Linked DNA regions of Mus musculus: all the other regions are linked to region 1. The links are chromatin contacts, called in public HiChIP or PLAC-seq and promoter capture Hi-C maps. All regions are on one chromosome and are shown on one strand. Each heading gives the region's core, a stretch centred on a gene start, on an enhancer-like site or on the middle of the called end of the contact. The rest is flanking DNA. Distances are from core to core; before and after follow the strand shown. Region 1 holds the start of Cdk4 (cyclin-dependent kinase 4). Region 2 holds the start of Cs (citrate synthase). Region 3 holds the start of Gdf11 (growth differentiation factor 11). Region 4 holds the start of Suox (sulfite oxidase).

What was found. Promoter capture Hi-C pulls out the DNA fragments that hold promoters and counts their contacts. HiChIP or PLAC-seq counts read pairs in DNA pulled down with a chosen protein or histone mark. Capture Hi-C pulls out chosen DNA fragments and counts their contacts.
Region 2: a promoter capture Hi-C map of embryonic stem cells shows a contact between it and region 1, with 2.9 times the contacts expected there. The contact joins the promoter of Cs here to the promoter of Cdk4 in region 1. A contact is called at or near these places in 3 of 39 promoter capture datasets (the C10 cell line, embryonic stem cells and hematopoietic stem and progenitor cells), 1 of 115 datasets of contacts at active chromatin or transcription factors (embryonic stem cells) and 3 of 9 other capture datasets (adipose tissue, liver and pancreatic islet).
Region 3: a contact with region 1 is called in a promoter capture Hi-C map of adipose tissue, with 4 times the contacts expected there. The contact joins the promoter of Gdf11 here to the promoter of Cdk4 in region 1. A contact is called at or near these places in 3 of 39 promoter capture datasets (liver, neutrophils and pre-B cells), 1 of 484 Hi-C or Micro-C datasets (B cells), 4 of 115 datasets of contacts at active chromatin or transcription factors (astrocytes, bone marrow-derived macrophages, large pre-B cells and 1 more) and 3 of 9 other capture datasets (adipose tissue, liver and macrophages).
Region 4: an H3K4me3 HiChIP or PLAC-seq map of bone marrow-derived macrophages shows a contact between it and region 1, with 4 times the contacts expected there. The contact joins the promoter of Suox here to the promoter of Cdk4 in region 1. A contact is called at or near these places in 1 of 39 promoter capture datasets (embryonic stem cells), 1 of 115 datasets of contacts at active chromatin or transcription factors (bone marrow-derived macrophages) and 4 of 9 other capture datasets (adipose tissue, liver, macrophages and 1 more).

Annotation. Positions count from the first base shown.
Region 1 is chr10:127,061,885-127,065,435 of GRCm38.p6, reverse strand. Cdk4 (cyclin-dependent kinase 4) reads right to left here and starts at 1,901. Exons shown (of 8, transcript NM_009870.4): 1 at 1,677-1,901; 2 at 983-1,216; 3 at 716-851; 4 at 434-601; 5 at 172-281. The coding sequence starts at 1,200.
Region 2 is chr10:128,335,576-128,339,194 of GRCm38.p6, reverse strand. Cs (citrate synthase) reads right to left here and starts at 1,468. Exons shown (of 11, transcript NM_026444.4): 1 at 1,236-1,468. The coding sequence starts at 1,277. It overlaps Gm51822 (a long non-coding RNA gene), which reads left to right. Exons shown (of 2, transcript XR_003949053.1): 2 at 1-2,056.
Region 3 is chr10:128,889,657-128,893,294 of GRCm38.p6, reverse strand. It overlaps Gdf11 (growth differentiation factor 11), which reads left to right and starts at 1,577. Exons shown (of 3, transcript NM_010272.2): 1 at 1,577-2,048. The coding sequence starts at 1,610.
Region 4 is chr10:128,671,963-128,675,779 of GRCm38.p6, reverse strand. Suox (sulfite oxidase) reads left to right here and starts at 1,862. Exons shown (of 4, transcript NM_173733.3): 1 at 1,862-1,928; 2 at 3,178-3,241; 3 at 3,499-3,676. The coding sequence starts at 3,189.

The DNA of each region.
Region 1 (3,551 bases), core at 652-3,151:
ACAAGCAGCCAAAGCTATGTGCAACTGAAGGTAGGTTAAGAGCTTCAAGTCCCATACGGGCGGTGGTAACGCATGCCTTTAATCCCAGGGCTCTGTGAGTTCAAGGCCAACCTGATCTACGGCCAGGACTAACCCTGTACCATTAACAACAAAAAGTTTCTAGTCCCATACTTCCGACGGAACATCTCTGCAAAGATACAGCCAACGCTCCACATGTCCACGGGTGTTGCGTATGTAGACTGCAGAAGAACTTCAGGAGCTCGGTACCAGAGCGTAACCACCTGAAGAGAATAGTAGAAATGAGTGAGTGTCGACCTCACGAACCAGACCTGCCTGGCTCTGAAAACTTCATGTACAAGACTCCTCAGTTGCTATGGGAAACCACCAAGAGCTACCCCTATCACAACCTAGTCGGCTAACGCCTTTTACTGACCACAGGCGTGAGGGCCATCTGGTAGCTGTAGATTCTAGCTAGGCCAAAGTCAGCCAGCTTGACGGTCCCATTACTTGTCACTAGAATGTTCTCTGGCTTCAGGTCCCGGTGAACAATGCAGTTTGCATGAAGAAAATCCAGGCCGCTTAGAAACTGACGCATTAGATCCTGTTTTTCAAGAAGAAAGCACAGAACACCGGAAACTATGTATCACTTCAAAATCCCAACAACTTCTATTGCAAAGATCGGTCCACCCTCGCCCCCAGCCCCACCCCTACTCACCTTAATGGTCTCAACCGGCAGGCCCGGTGGAGGTGCTTTGTCCAGGTATGTCCTCAGGTCCTGGTCTATATGCTCAAACACTAGGGTGACCTTGATGTCCCGATCAGTTCGGGAAGTAGCACAGACATCCATCAGCCTGAGAAGAACAAATGATCACCAGCTAGTCGTCCCCTTTGTCTCAACGTGGCCTCTGGCGTTCTAGGGTCCCACTCCTGCCTTACGGGTCCTATTGTCCTCTCCGCCCCACTCCCAATCCAACCTTCTCACCGTACAACATTGGGATGTTCAAAGGCCTCCAGCCTCCTTAACAAGGCCACCTCACGAACTGTGCTGACGGGAAGGCCCCCTCCAGCTGCTCCTCCATTAGGAACTCTCACACTCTTGAGGGCCACAAAGTGGCCACTGTGGGGATCTCGGGCTTTGTACACCGTCCCATAGGCACCGACACCAATTTCAGCCACGGGTTCATATCGAGTGGCAGCCATTCTCGAAGCAGGGGATCTACAATCACAGAGGCTTCTAATACCAAACTCACTCTCACGGTTAGGAGGGGGATGACCCGGCGGTAACAAAGGAACTCCTGCACAAGACCTCGCCAACGCGATCAGCAACATCCCACCCCTCCACACTTCCAGGGCCCGCGCCTTAGGTAACACAAAGACTCCCATCAAACCCTCCTCCTCCGGCCACGTTTTGTCCCGGAGGAAGAAAAAGAATGCTTTCTTTCCTTTCGGAGGACATCGCACTAGGCACAAAGAGGATCACACAGTGCACAGGGTTTGCACCGAAGATTCTGCACTTCACTCTCCAAAATCACACCCTTGCCCGCGACCACAAAGGCCCCACTTCCCGCCATTGGGCCACCTTCCATAATCAGCCAGCGACGCGCACGCGTGGGGAGCTGGAGGGTGCTGGTGGTGGCGGGGACTGGTCCCCCGATCCTGGATGAGACTGCACTCACCTTACGCTCGGCTAAGAGCTCTGGAGGTGGCCCTTTATCTGGGCCCGGGAGCCGGTTCCTGCGGCGCCATACACCGGGGATCGGTCCCGGGCAGCTGGACGCTTCGGGCCAGACCATAGACACAGGCCGCGAGCTAGAGAGGCCCCCTCACCCCCACCCTCACCATGTGACCAGCTGCCAGAGAGGCGCGCGGAAACCCGGGGGGCGGGGCGGGCGCCGGACGTTCTGGACACGTGATCTTCACCCTTGCGCAGTGGGCAACCCGGGCTGCTTTGATGGGAGGGGTGTGGTGGGGAAGGGGGCGGGGCCCTGACGGCCACGTGACCTGTTGCTATCCCACGTGACCCCTTGACTTTGCGCTGGGAAGCAGAGGTGTGGTTACGCTGTGTGGCACGTGACTGGCTGCCATACCCTGACTGCCGAGGGGGTGTGTGGGGGCGAGAGAGGGTGGAGCACAAGGCGGTGTCATGGCAACCGGGCCAACCAGCTCTCAACTCTGGGCTCAAGGCCGAGCCAGAGCGCATCTTCAGTCTCACTATGGGTCTCTGAGTGGGCGGGAGGTCGAGGTGTTAGTGGGAGATCCTGGTGCCAGAAATGGTGCTGTAACATTTCCACTCCACCGCCATGGGGAAACATTCGTATTTGTGTCTTTCTTTTACTCATTCATTCAACACAATTTTACTAAGTGCTTCCTTCCAGTTGGTATGCGATGTTTTTGTTTTGGTGTCTCAGTCACTCGCCCTTTGAAGTGATGATAAAGATAACTAGTATAGGTAATTGTGGTCTTATAAAACAGGGAATAAATAATTTCTATCTGAGGAGGAAACTAGGATTAAAAGATGGACAGAAGGAAATATAATAAGCCACTGTATGGGTATGGGGGGGCAGCAATTTAATGCCCTCCCTCTTCCCAACCTGTAAACCTCCCCAGGAATATTAAAAGCAGCAAGAAGTGATTGAAAATAGGGGTTCTTGATTTTACAAGAGTCTTTACACTAAGATTGCTACATATATATGTGATTGCATAAACAGATGACAGGGTAAGCATGTCCAGGGTCAGTCACCACCACATTGCTGGAAGATGACGTGTCCTTTTGCAAACCTGCAACTCCTCGTTGGGGTCATGTTCCTATTTTTTCCCCAGTCCAGCTTAGAACATATTCTTGATCTGATCAGCGTTTCCTAAATGGTCTGCCTACAGAAATCTAGTTAGACAGAGGTAGATCTGTGTGACGATTTCGTCTGCTCCAACTCCTTTATTGTCTCCCACCTCTTAGGGATATGGGATGAAGGACCATGTTCCCATTTGTGAAAAATTGCCTAAAATCTAGAGCTATTTTAAATTGATTTGGGGTGGGGGTGCTGGGGATTGGAGTTAGTGTTTTTTTGTTTGTTTGTTTGGTTGGTTTTTTGGATTTTCGAGACAGGGTTTCTCTGTGTAGCCCTGGCTGTCCTGGAACTCACTCTGTAGACTAGGCTGGCCTCGAACTTGGAAATCTGCCTGCCTCTGCCTCCTGAGTGCTGGGATTAAAGGCGTGTGCCACCACACCCGGCTTGGAGTTAGTGTTTTTATATGCAGTAAGCATGGGTTCAGTCACTGAGCTATATTCCTGAACCCTAAATTCTAAAATCATATTTGAGACACTAGAGTTGAGGCTGGTCTCAAATTAATTGCAATTTTTGTGCTAAAGCCCCTAAATGCTGTTTTTATAGGCATGAGCAACGATTTTGGCTCTGATTTATTTTATTGTGGATATTTGTTTTGTTTTAATGGAACAAGGTCTCATATAGCCCAGGTTGGTCTTGAAATGGACACGTAGCTAGCCTCAAATACTTGATCCTCCTGCTCCATCTCCCAAGAACTAAGGTTAAAGG
Region 2 (3,619 bases), core at 219-2,718, 1.3 Mb before region 1:
GCCAAACACCGTCTAGAACTTGCTTCATTTCCCAAGAGGTTTCCTTACCCAGTTCCCTGGCAGCAGCAGTAGCAACAGCCAAGTAAGACAAGTGTCTACCAAATAACCAGTCTCTACCTTGTTGCCAGACACAGAAAAGCCCCAAGATAAACCCTACAAGTTTTGTGGTACATCTGACAACTATGCATCTCACACAGAAAGTTAATACCATTCTAAGTCTTTTCTTTCCTCCAGGTGTACTTTGCTTCAAACTATCTACTGATGAGAAAAACCTATTAGTTCCTTTAAAACTAAAACAGAAGCCAAGGTCATTTGTGGGACTGTCCCCACTTGGGTTAGAGCTGAAATTCCCTCAGCATAGCTGGGTCTCTGTTTAAAGGCCCAAGTTATGCTGAGCAAAAAAGTAGTGATAACGTGAAATTAAGAGTTATCCCTACTTGGACTTGAACTTCAGAATTCAAAAGGCAAACCATCAAATTAAAGGGCCGCCAGGGAATAAGGGGAAGTACTCCTGGTAGGTAGTAGAATTGAGTCATGTGACCTTGGTGTTACTACCTCACGCCTGTCTTCATTTATTGGCCTGTAGCTTGGAGGAACAACCTTTCTGGTTCTACCTAGAGCCTGATGTGATACATAATCAGCAGGTTTAACAGAAATGCCCCACCCTATTCAAGCTCCTCCTATATACATTAAGTGCAGGAGTCCCAAGGACAAAGAGGAGCTGGGGGGCTCTAGTCCCCTAACAAAACTAAAACGGCGGGGTCACTTACAGGCTTCAATTACAGTGAGGAAAGAAACAGGTCCTGACAGGACTCACCCTACAAAGCAGAGCCCAAATTAGCCCCAGTGACCAAGTGAGCATATTTATACATCCCCCACTCCTCCTCCAACAGTTCTCTCCCTAATTCGGGGGACCACGCCACATCTTTGCTCTCTGGCCTTGCAGCCAGGGCCCTGCATCCCTCGCTTGCACCTTGGATACTTGATATGACAGAAGGCGGGCCTCCCGGCCGCCGGGGGCTGCAGGCCGGGGCCGGCAGCGTTCACCTTAGCCGGAAGGGCACGCAGCACATGGCCTAGGAGCTCTGGGAAGGGTTGGCGGCTCGCCAGGGTCGGGCCCCTTTAAGGCGCGGAGGGCTGCGCTCCGGTGTGGGAGGGAGAGCCGGTGCCGGAGGCCCTGCGGTCGCCTCAGCCCCACCCCGCGCGCCACGGCGCGCTCCCTCCTTTAAGCTCACCTTGGCTCCCAAGAGCCGGGTTGCTGCAGTGAGTAGAGCCATGGCGGGCGAAACTCCGGGACCTGGCGGGAAGGGACCGAAGGGAGAGAGCTACAGCTGCAACAGGAGCGGTCGCCGCTGTGATGGAGACCGCGCCAACCGGCGGACAAGGTTGAAAGGAGGCGGCTGAGGGGAAGGGTAGACAAACCGGCACAGGCGCCCAGCCCAGGGTCCTCGGCGAGGCCCCGCCCTCTGCCCGAAACTTGAGCCCGCCCCCCTCCGGCGACCCACCCCGGCCTCGACCATTGGCCCAAAATGGAAGAGGGGCGGGATCTGAGCCTTTGACAGATGTTATCGCGGGGAGGATTGGACCGTACGGATTAGGCTAATTAGGAGTGGGTGGGAAAGGGATTGTAGGTGTCTAAGGATGTGCCTGAGAACTCAGTTAACTTCCTTCTTTGGCTTTTCCCTTTGCCCTTAACACATTTCGGGTTCTCCGGAGAATGCTGAAGATAAAGCTCCAGCACGCGACGTTTGAAGGTCACTGAACACTGCAACTGACCATTGCACTTCCTCTACCTGCTTGGCATGCTTTCTTAAAGAATGTCTTTGGTTAATGACTTCATGGCCGTGGAGGTGACATCACGCAGAAAGCCCGCTATGATGCCAGAGTTAGTTGCTTGATGGTCATTTGTGAACAGAAGAAATCTTGAAATTACAGATACTGACCCCGTTATGTGGAGAAGAGCAAAACCAGAAGCCTGAATGTTTAGTGATGTTTGTGAACTATATGGAGTCTAAGTCTTACAAAAGCCCCCTTAATATGAAGGAACCTTTCAGTCTTTGGGTCCTGGGCCTTATGATTCTGACATTCTTCATAAAACCCCATATCATAAAACCCCATAGAGCCAGCCCACCTCAGACACAGGATCAGGAGCTGCAACTCTCCACTCAAGATCAGGTGTTAGACACTCTCTTTTCGTCCCATCATTCACAGTATTTCCAAAGGACTCGAGGACGTTTATCCTACTTGGCTCTCTCTCTTATTTCTCCCTCAGAAAACATTGCAGTGAATGACACAAGGATTTAATGATCTTACACATCACTCTTAAATGCCCCGGGGTAGAACACCTCAGAACTTCTGTACTTTCCTGTGCCTACTGTGAAATTGGCCTAAGGGTGGAGAGAAGCTGACCCAATGATCAGAGCACCTTATCTGTAACCACCAAGCCTCAAATGTACAATCCTTTTATCTCACCACATGACAGTAACAAAGTGCAGAGGTCTCAGTATCCATGTAAGCCAAGTTCAGATAGTCCTTGTTTATAGAGGATGTAGTTTGTGGCTTAGACTTGGAAAAGAGAAAGAAAACCCCTATTTCCTCAAGTTTTCTCATATACATATTCATATCTGCCCAGTAGTGTTGTTCTAGCTTGGAAGTCAGGTAGTTCTTATGAGAGAACTTTATCAAGAGAAGCTGCGCCTCTTGAGAAGCAATAACCTTAGACCACCTCCCCGGGGACTTCAAAGCTTCACTGATCAATATTGGCTCCCAATTTAGCATCTCACATGGGGTTTCCTCATAACCCCAGAATAGTCTGACCTGGTTCCTTCCCCCATAGTTAATTATCCACAGAGACTAGCTAGCAGATCAGAGGCCTGAACTCCAGTGCCGTAAGTAACCAGAGGCTGTCCCCATCAGGTGAGGCTGCTGAAGGGACAATTATTGGGTGGCCATAATGGTAACTGGAGTTTTAATAACTACAGAGAGAATGCCATCCTTTTTAAGCCCCTTGATAGGATTCTGTACTTTAACGTCCAATTTTTATTTATTTGAAGTTATTTAATCCTGATGTCCATTGTTATAAAATCAATGTGAAAGCCCAGAGATGAAGGGGGTTAAGTGGTTTCGCCCAAAAGCTGAGTCTGTATCAGTCTGTCCCTCATTGCTGGGAGTGAATGCGGTTTGTAACATGCTATTACTAATACTCAAACATCAAACCACACCCCTAGCCCTACAGTTTCTTTCTGAACATAGGTGGGAAAGTTAAGACTGGCATGAATATAACAGCTAAGAAAACTCTAGGTCCAAATATACCTGCATGAGAACAGGAAGGGGCCACAGAAAAGACTTGACATAATTGTGACCTTGGGAAGATTCAAAATGCTCAGGGACAACGGTGCCCCCTGGTGGTCAAGATCAAGTGGGAGAATTCGGGCTCTAGAATCGTCTTAACATTATCTCCTATAGGTAAACAAACTTCAGTAGACAGTAGACAGTAGTTTGCTCTCTCTCTCTCTCTCTCTCTCTCTCTCTCTCTCTCTCTCTCTCTCTCTCTCTCTCTCTGTATGTGTGTGTGTGTACAGGAACGTGTATATGGTTACATGAGTCTCACATATGCTAA
Region 3 (3,638 bases), core at 328-2,827, 1.8 Mb before region 1:
TAACTGAGTTTGAGGCCAGCCTGGGATGCATCTGAGACTCTGTCTCAGAGGATAGAGGAAAAGGAGAAGAAAGGGTTTAGGGGAGGGGAAGAGGGGGAAAAAGAGAAACAGAGACCTGGGAAGAGGGAACCAGCAGTAGTGGCTGAGCACACCTGTACACTGTCTTCCTCGTGTACTGAGCTGTCTGGCTGCGCTTAGGACCACACCTGAAGACCATGGCTGGTCCCATTCCAGAGTGGCTCCCCTTGGGGTTTGCTATCTCCACATTAGACATCTGAGTATAGACCCTGCTCTTACCCTTACGCCTAAAACTTCAAGCTTTCTCAGACATGTAAGACCTTACAAACACAAAGACGTAGCTAGGAACCCAGAGAGAGGGTCCAGATTCCTCGCCAAGCACCACTTTCAAGCCCTACCTCATCCCTCATCTGGCTCTTCCCCTCATGGCTCCCACCCTTTCCAGCCCGATCACGATCACTCTCTTTGTTCTATTAAACCTCAATCTCAAGATCACAGGCCTCCTAGATAGTTTTCTTCCGGGCTCAGTACTTGTCAACTTCTCAGCTTGTCCCTGGCCTCTTCCTCTCCTGACCGCCTTCATCCCTGTGATAAATCAGCCTGATGTTCCATTTTATGGGTTCTTTAAACATCCTGGGCTACCTCTGGTAGCTGAGGCTATTCTTCACATCTCCACCTCTTCCCCTTGGGTGTCTCTTTGCGCTCCAACCAAGGCTGACTTGTGTGTGTTACTTCCTCCCCTGGTCTTTTCTCTGCACCTGCCTCCTCAGGGGTTGCTACCTCCAAGGTATCCCCTGTCTCTGCCTCTCCCTCTTGCGCAGGGTACCATCAGCTCCCTCTGACCCATCCGTTCTCTTGCCCACCTCTCCTGCTCTCTCCTGTTCGACTCCGTAGAATTCGGTTAGCCACCCCTCTTTGCGCTCTACCTTTGTCTTTGACTCTCTCCACTCTTAACTGTCCCACTAGTTTTTCTGGTCGTCTTCAGTCTTCGCTCTTGCTCTCTAGCTAAGTCTCTCCCTTCTGTGACTTCTTTTCTCTCTTTTGTCTCTCCCTCTTCCCTTCCTATCTGGGTATCTTTGGATCTGCCTCTTCCCCCACCCCCAACCCCTACCCACCGCTCCGTCTGTCCCCGATCTCTCTGACTCGGTCCCTCACGGCCTCTCCCCCCCTCCCCCTCATCTTTCGGTCTCTTCATCTTTCTCTGGACCCGTGCTCGCTCGTGTTCTCTCTCTCTCTCTCTCTCTCTCTCTCTCTCTCTCTCTCTCTCTTTTCCTCGGTTCTCTCCGGCTCCCTCTCTCGCCTCGGATGACAGCGCTACCTCTTTTGTTGGCTCCGCAGCCAATCGCGGCCGCTGACGACACGGGGGCCGGGGCTATAAAGGGCCCGGCCCGGGCTTGGGCCCCCCCAGCTGCCCGCCCCGGCCGCCCGCCCGCCCCGCCCGTGCGCCCGCCGCCCCCGGCCCCCGGCCCCCCCTCGGCCGGGCAGCCCCCAATCCCGCGCCGCCCGGACCCCCTCCTCCTCCCTCTTCCCTCCGCCCCCTCCCCGCGGGACTCCGGCGTCCCCGCCCCCCAGTCCTCCCCTCCCCTGCAGCATGGTGCTCGCGGCCCCGCTGCTGCTGGGCTTCCTGCTCCTCGCCCTGGAGCTGCGGCCCCGGGGGGAGGCGGCCGAGGGCCCCGCGGCGGCGGCGGCGGCAGCGGCGGCGGCGGCCGGGGTCGGGGGGGAGCGCTCGAGCCGGCCGGCCCCGTCCGCTCCGCCGGAGCCGGACGGCTGCCCCGTGTGCGTGTGGCGGCAGCACAGCCGCGAGCTGCGCCTAGAGAGCATCAAGTCGCAGATCCTGAGCAAACTGCGGCTCAAGGAGGCGCCCAACATCAGCCGGGAGGTAGTGAAGCAGCTGCTGCCCAAGGCGCCGCCGCTGCAGCAGATCCTGGATCTGCACGACTTCCAAGGCGACGCGCTGCAGCCTGAGGACTTCTTGGAAGAGGACGAGTACCACGCTACCACCGAGACGGTCATAAGCATGGCCCAGGAGAGTAAGTGGGCTGCGGGGTGCGCGCGGTGCGGTGCAGTCCGGGAAGGACCCGGAAGCCCTTTCTGCGAAAACTTGACGGATTGGGGAGCCGGGCCACTCCACACAACTTTTTGAGCGGAGAAGATGGGCAGCGGAGTTGAGTGCACGCCCCGTTCTAGGGTGGGGGGGTGGAGGATGGCGCGTTGGGGGAGGGGGGCCAAACCAGGCAGGTTGTGAGCTATTGCTTTCCATCCCTTGTGAGAAAAAGATTCAAGTTGAAGTAGTCCTAGAAACTGGCACCCTACAGTGACTTTTCTGGAGCGTTAGGTGGGGAGCTTCCGTGACCCGTGCAGTCTCAGCTGGGCCGCAGTGCCATCTTCCCACTGCTCTGGCACCAGCATCAACTCCTTGCCCGGTGCTCCGGAAGGCGCCCACCGGCTTTCGGAAAAACTAAGTGTTCCTCTAAGGCCATGGCATAGGACCCAAACCCGGTGTACGTCTCAGCAACTCAGCTGACACCTCTCCTTTCTGCACCTGATCTCGCACTGGGTATCCCCTAGGACCTAGAAGAGCTGTTCCTTCCTGGTACCGAAAGAGCTCAAATAACTCAACTCCACTGCGCTTGCCACTTAACGAGTATCATTTGGTTACTCTCATCTTAGCGTGCTCACTCCCTGTCCTACCCACAGCTGGAGCCAAAGAAGACCCAGGGAGAAAGAACTAGATGAGGGGGATGGGAGAACCCAGGCATCCGAGCCCCTGGCCAAACGGAGGATGAACACTCTGATAGACAGGAGCGGCTTTGAAATTTTATGGCCTGGAAAATCCAGGCCAATACTACCGCCCCCACTGCCTTCTCTCCCTAGGGTCAGGTGACTCCCTTTCCCCTCCCCCACTGACTGTAGTCCCCCCCCCCCCCAACTCCAGGGAACCAGGCTTTCTCTATTCCCTAGTGGTTTGGCAAGCCCCCCCTCCTTTGGTTTTATGGCTCTGAACAGAAGGGGGGGCTGGTTTATTGGCAGATGGGTCATAAAAAGCTGGGGGTTGCGGGAAATCCTAGTGGCCCACCCCCATGGTAGAGGTACAGGAACCCAGGTGTGCATTTGGAAGGTTGAGAGCCTGGCACTTGCCACCCAGTTTCTGCAGAATTCAACTCCAACTTGGTTAGGATTGTAAAGAAAACTCAGAGTCAGGAAACTCTCTCTCTCTCTCTCTCTCTCTCTCTCTCTCTCTCTCTCTCTCTCTCTCTCTCTCTCTCTCTCTCGTGTGTATGTGTATGTGTATGTGTGTGAGTGTGTGTGTGTGTGTGTGTGTGTGTGTGTGTGCACAGAGATCTGATCTTGGGTTCTCAGGCTCCCTTGTTCTTATTGCTTCTACTTTTGGAAACCAGGGTCAGTCTTTGATTGACTAAGGGCAGGGATAGGGAAAAGATTCTAGAAAACAGTTGTAGGGAAATAATGAATGACAAAATTTTCTGGAAGATGCAGGATATATAGAGAAAAGATACTCTGCTCTGTGTGATGTAAAGTGTGTATTTCCAGGGTGAGTGACCCAGCTGCAGGCTTCCCATTGCCTTCACTATCCCTAGCCTCCTGTAACCAGAAGGCTTGAG
Region 4 (3,817 bases), core at 613-3,112, 1.6 Mb before region 1:
AAAAAATTATTAAATTAACTTTGATTGATCAAGTAGCTTCTATCCCAAAAAGAAACATTTCTGCCCAGACCTGTTTCTTATTTCTGCTTGAAGCCCTCCAATCTGTCATAGTCTAAAGGACTGAAATACAGAAAATGAAAACATAAGAGACTGATTGTAGGCACGAGGGTTCTAAGTGAGAAAGGATGTTTAGAGAGCCAGCCAGTTAGAGTCAGGCAGCCCTTAAGTTTCCAGGCCAGTCCTAATTGCCATCTGTGGGCCTTTGTCAAGTCAGCAGTGCCTCAGTCTCTCCAGCTGTGCAATGAAGAGACTGTGGAGGTTGAGCCAGGTGTGTGGCACACACCTAGTATTCCCAACACCTGGAAGTAGAGGTCCATCTGCACTACAGGAGATAGTAGCTCCCTAAAATAAAGGTGGTGCATTAGTAGATGGACGGAGAAACCATACCAAGTACATATTTGACAGGGTCTTTGTGTACAATCATGGCCGGCCTCAGCTGGAATCATACTCTGGCACTGTAACACCAACTGAAACTTTATTTTCAACAACAGGGCCTGGATGTGCCCTTTACATTAATCCCAGCACTCTGGAGACAGAGGCAGGCAGATCTCTGTGAGTTCCAGGCCATCCTAGTCTACACAGTAAGTTCTAGGACAGTCAGGGCTACACAGAAACCCTGCCTCAAAAAATAAAAACAAAAACAGAACCAACCTTTCGGATGATAATCTGCAAAGGCTGAAAACCTTTCCACTCCCAAAAACGTTAGAGTCAATATCACCTATTCACTATCACGTCCCCTTTTCTGAGTACACTTCCCTGTTCAGGATTCTTAGCCCAATTCCTCAAAAAACAAAAACCAAAAACAATCAAAAAACATAAATGGACAAAGATGAACTTCCAGATGTAAAAGTTTGTTCTAAGTTGATGCGACTGTAGCTCAACCCTCTGGTCTCTAGAGGGCAGTCTATGAATGTTTGTTCCCGGAGCCCAAAGTGAATGTCAAAATTTCAATCTCTAGTAAATGATTAAGAGTAATAGCAAATTTTTCTATCATTGTCCTTTACCTTTTATATACAAGACTACAATGTTTATACTTTTGTTAAACTGCCCTTTTTTCTTGTTTAAGTAGACGCTTTTTAAAAAATTCATCACGCAGACTTTGGTGCATGCTTTTAAGTGAGGTACTCGAGGCAGAGACAGACAAATCTACCTCCGGAGTTCCGGATCAGCAGGGTCTACAAAGCTAGATTCAGACCAGCCAGAGCTACATAGTGAGACCTTGTCTCAAATAAAACATGGTTTTTCGGTATTGCTGTTTTCACACTTCAGAAATCCACTCTGGGAATCGTTGAGCCACTATTTTGGGCATCATTTCTGCCGTTATTCCTGGCCTTGCTTTCCCTAGGACTCAACGTTGCAACACCGAACTACCGAGGCGCGGGACAAAACCCTGGGTTTTCCCCGGGAATGTGGTCCCCATTCTCGTGGCCACCTTTCAAGGCCTTGTCACCTTCCACTGTCTAGATACAGAGCATCAGTTGTGCCTCACAATTCCCTACGGAGCTGCGGTCTGCTCTGGTCACCAGTGTGTGACCCCGGTCCCCGGGAGGCAGAGGCCTGTACCATCCAGGACCCGGCGACGCCCCGCCCCCCAGCTTCGCAACCCCGCGACCCGGCGACCCGGCGACCCGGCGACCCGGCGACCCGGCGACCCGGCGACCCGGCGACCGGGCGACAGTTGACAGTCCTCGTCAAGAGCAGCTGCAAAGCTAGGGGCCAATAGCTGCGGAGCCGGCGAGGGGCGTCAGGACGCCTGCACAAACTGTACACGTCACGGCCGAGCCCCGCCCCGCCCCGCCCCTCCGCTCTGGGCCGCTCTAGCCCTGCACGGGGCGGGTGAAATTGTTCCGCTGCCGACATCCAGCCGGGTAAGGGGACTGCGACCGGGAGAGAAAGGAGGGAGGGCAACGGTGGGACCAAGGCGGCCAGTGCCGCCAAATCTTGGAGTAACTTGGAGCAACCTCCAAATCTTAGCAGTAGCAAAAGAACCAGTATCTCCATATATGATGTCGGTGTGCTCCTGGGGTCGCAGGCTGGTGTTCTGTCCGAATTCTGGACAGACACACCCTCCTACCTAAAGTGTCTCAGAGAGTAAGGACTACTCTTGCACCACGGAGTAGCATTTCGGTATTTAGCAGGCCGCTCCTCCCAAACCTGGAACGGGGCTGGTAAAAAGCAGGTTGCTGAAATTAAGAGTAGATGGCAGGAAGAGTAGGGATCCCCGTGGCCCAGGCGTAAAGAGGAGAAAAATTCGCCTTTTCCATCTTCCTTCGCCATTTGTAAGAGTCCCATCCCTAGCATCTCAGCAACCAGCGGCTTCTTACTACTCTCCACTTTGACCATCCTAGGTCAGAGAGGCACTAGGTTGTGAGGAAGACACCTCAGCAGGACAGAGAGCAGAAAAATTAACTTCCTTCTCTAGCCCATCCCCTGACACCCTGGCCATTGACTCTGCTCAGTTTGCTGAGATCACTAGAATGCCATAGACTACGAGGTCAGGGTGGAGACTCTGAATTGAGGTTCAGTTCTCAGATGGGGTATTTATTTTAGAAGGGTGGAGGGAGAAAAGAGGAAAGGTCTGAGTGAATGTTATTACTTGTTTACTCTTCGTATCAGTTCCTCTGGGTAGAGATGAGGATACAAGTTCAGAGAGGCCCGCTGTGTTGCCATGGGAGCTGGTTAATGACAAGGCCTGGTTTTGCAAACCCCAGGCAGTTTGCTTCCAGGATTCTGGCTCCTTCACCCCATTAGGTTGCAGCCACCTCTTGTCTGTTTTCATCAGTCTCAATTTAGAAGTAATTATAAAATAGGGGCTGAGGATATGACTCAGTGGTAGAGTTATAATATTCTCAAGACCTTAGGTTCAATACACAGCATCATTAGAAAAAAAATTGGCAAACCTCTAATCTGTCCTTTAGTCCCTTTGCCTGGGGCATTGTTCTTTCTAGAAGCCTCTGTACCTTTCCATCCCCACTCCACCCCCATTCCTTTCGGCACAGTGTGTCTCTGAAGTGCTCCAAGTGTACTCTTAAGAACACATTTGGACCATGCACTCTCAGGTCTCCCAAACATGGGGTTTTCTTGGTTTGAAACCTAGAATCTATCTTCTTGTTGTAGGTCTTGCCACGATGCTGCTGCAGCTATACAGATCCGTGGTTGTGAGGCTTCCACAGGCCATCAGGTAGGTTTTCCCAAGCCAGTACTTATCTCCTAGCCTATCTCATAATTATCTTATCTGGTAGATATTTATCTTATCTGACACATAATATAGTACAGTATTGGAGGAAAGAGAAAGCCATATTTCGCTGGTCCTACCCATCCGGAAGAAACCAAATTCCAATTGCAAACTGGTGACTAATGAGGGAGAGGTGACTGACCACACTACTTCACTGGTGCTTTCTTGGGACGTTCTGTGCTACTAATATCTCTGTCTTCCAGAGTCAAGTCAACCCCCTTGAGGCTCTGCATTCAAGCATGCTCCACAAATGATTCACTTGAGCCCCAGCATCCCAGCCTTACCTTTTCTGATGATAACTCAAGGACTCGGAGATGGAAAGTCATGGGGACCCTGTTAGGCCTGGGTGTGGTGCTGGTCTACCATGAGCATCGGTGTAGGGTAAGTGGGAAAAGAGCTTCCATGCCGGAACAAAGGGATCTTATAGGCTCTGTCTTCATGAACTGTAGAAATACAACCTGCTCCCTTAATTTCCCAGACTGACTGTGGATGGGGTCAGAATGACCTAAAGTGAGTTAATAG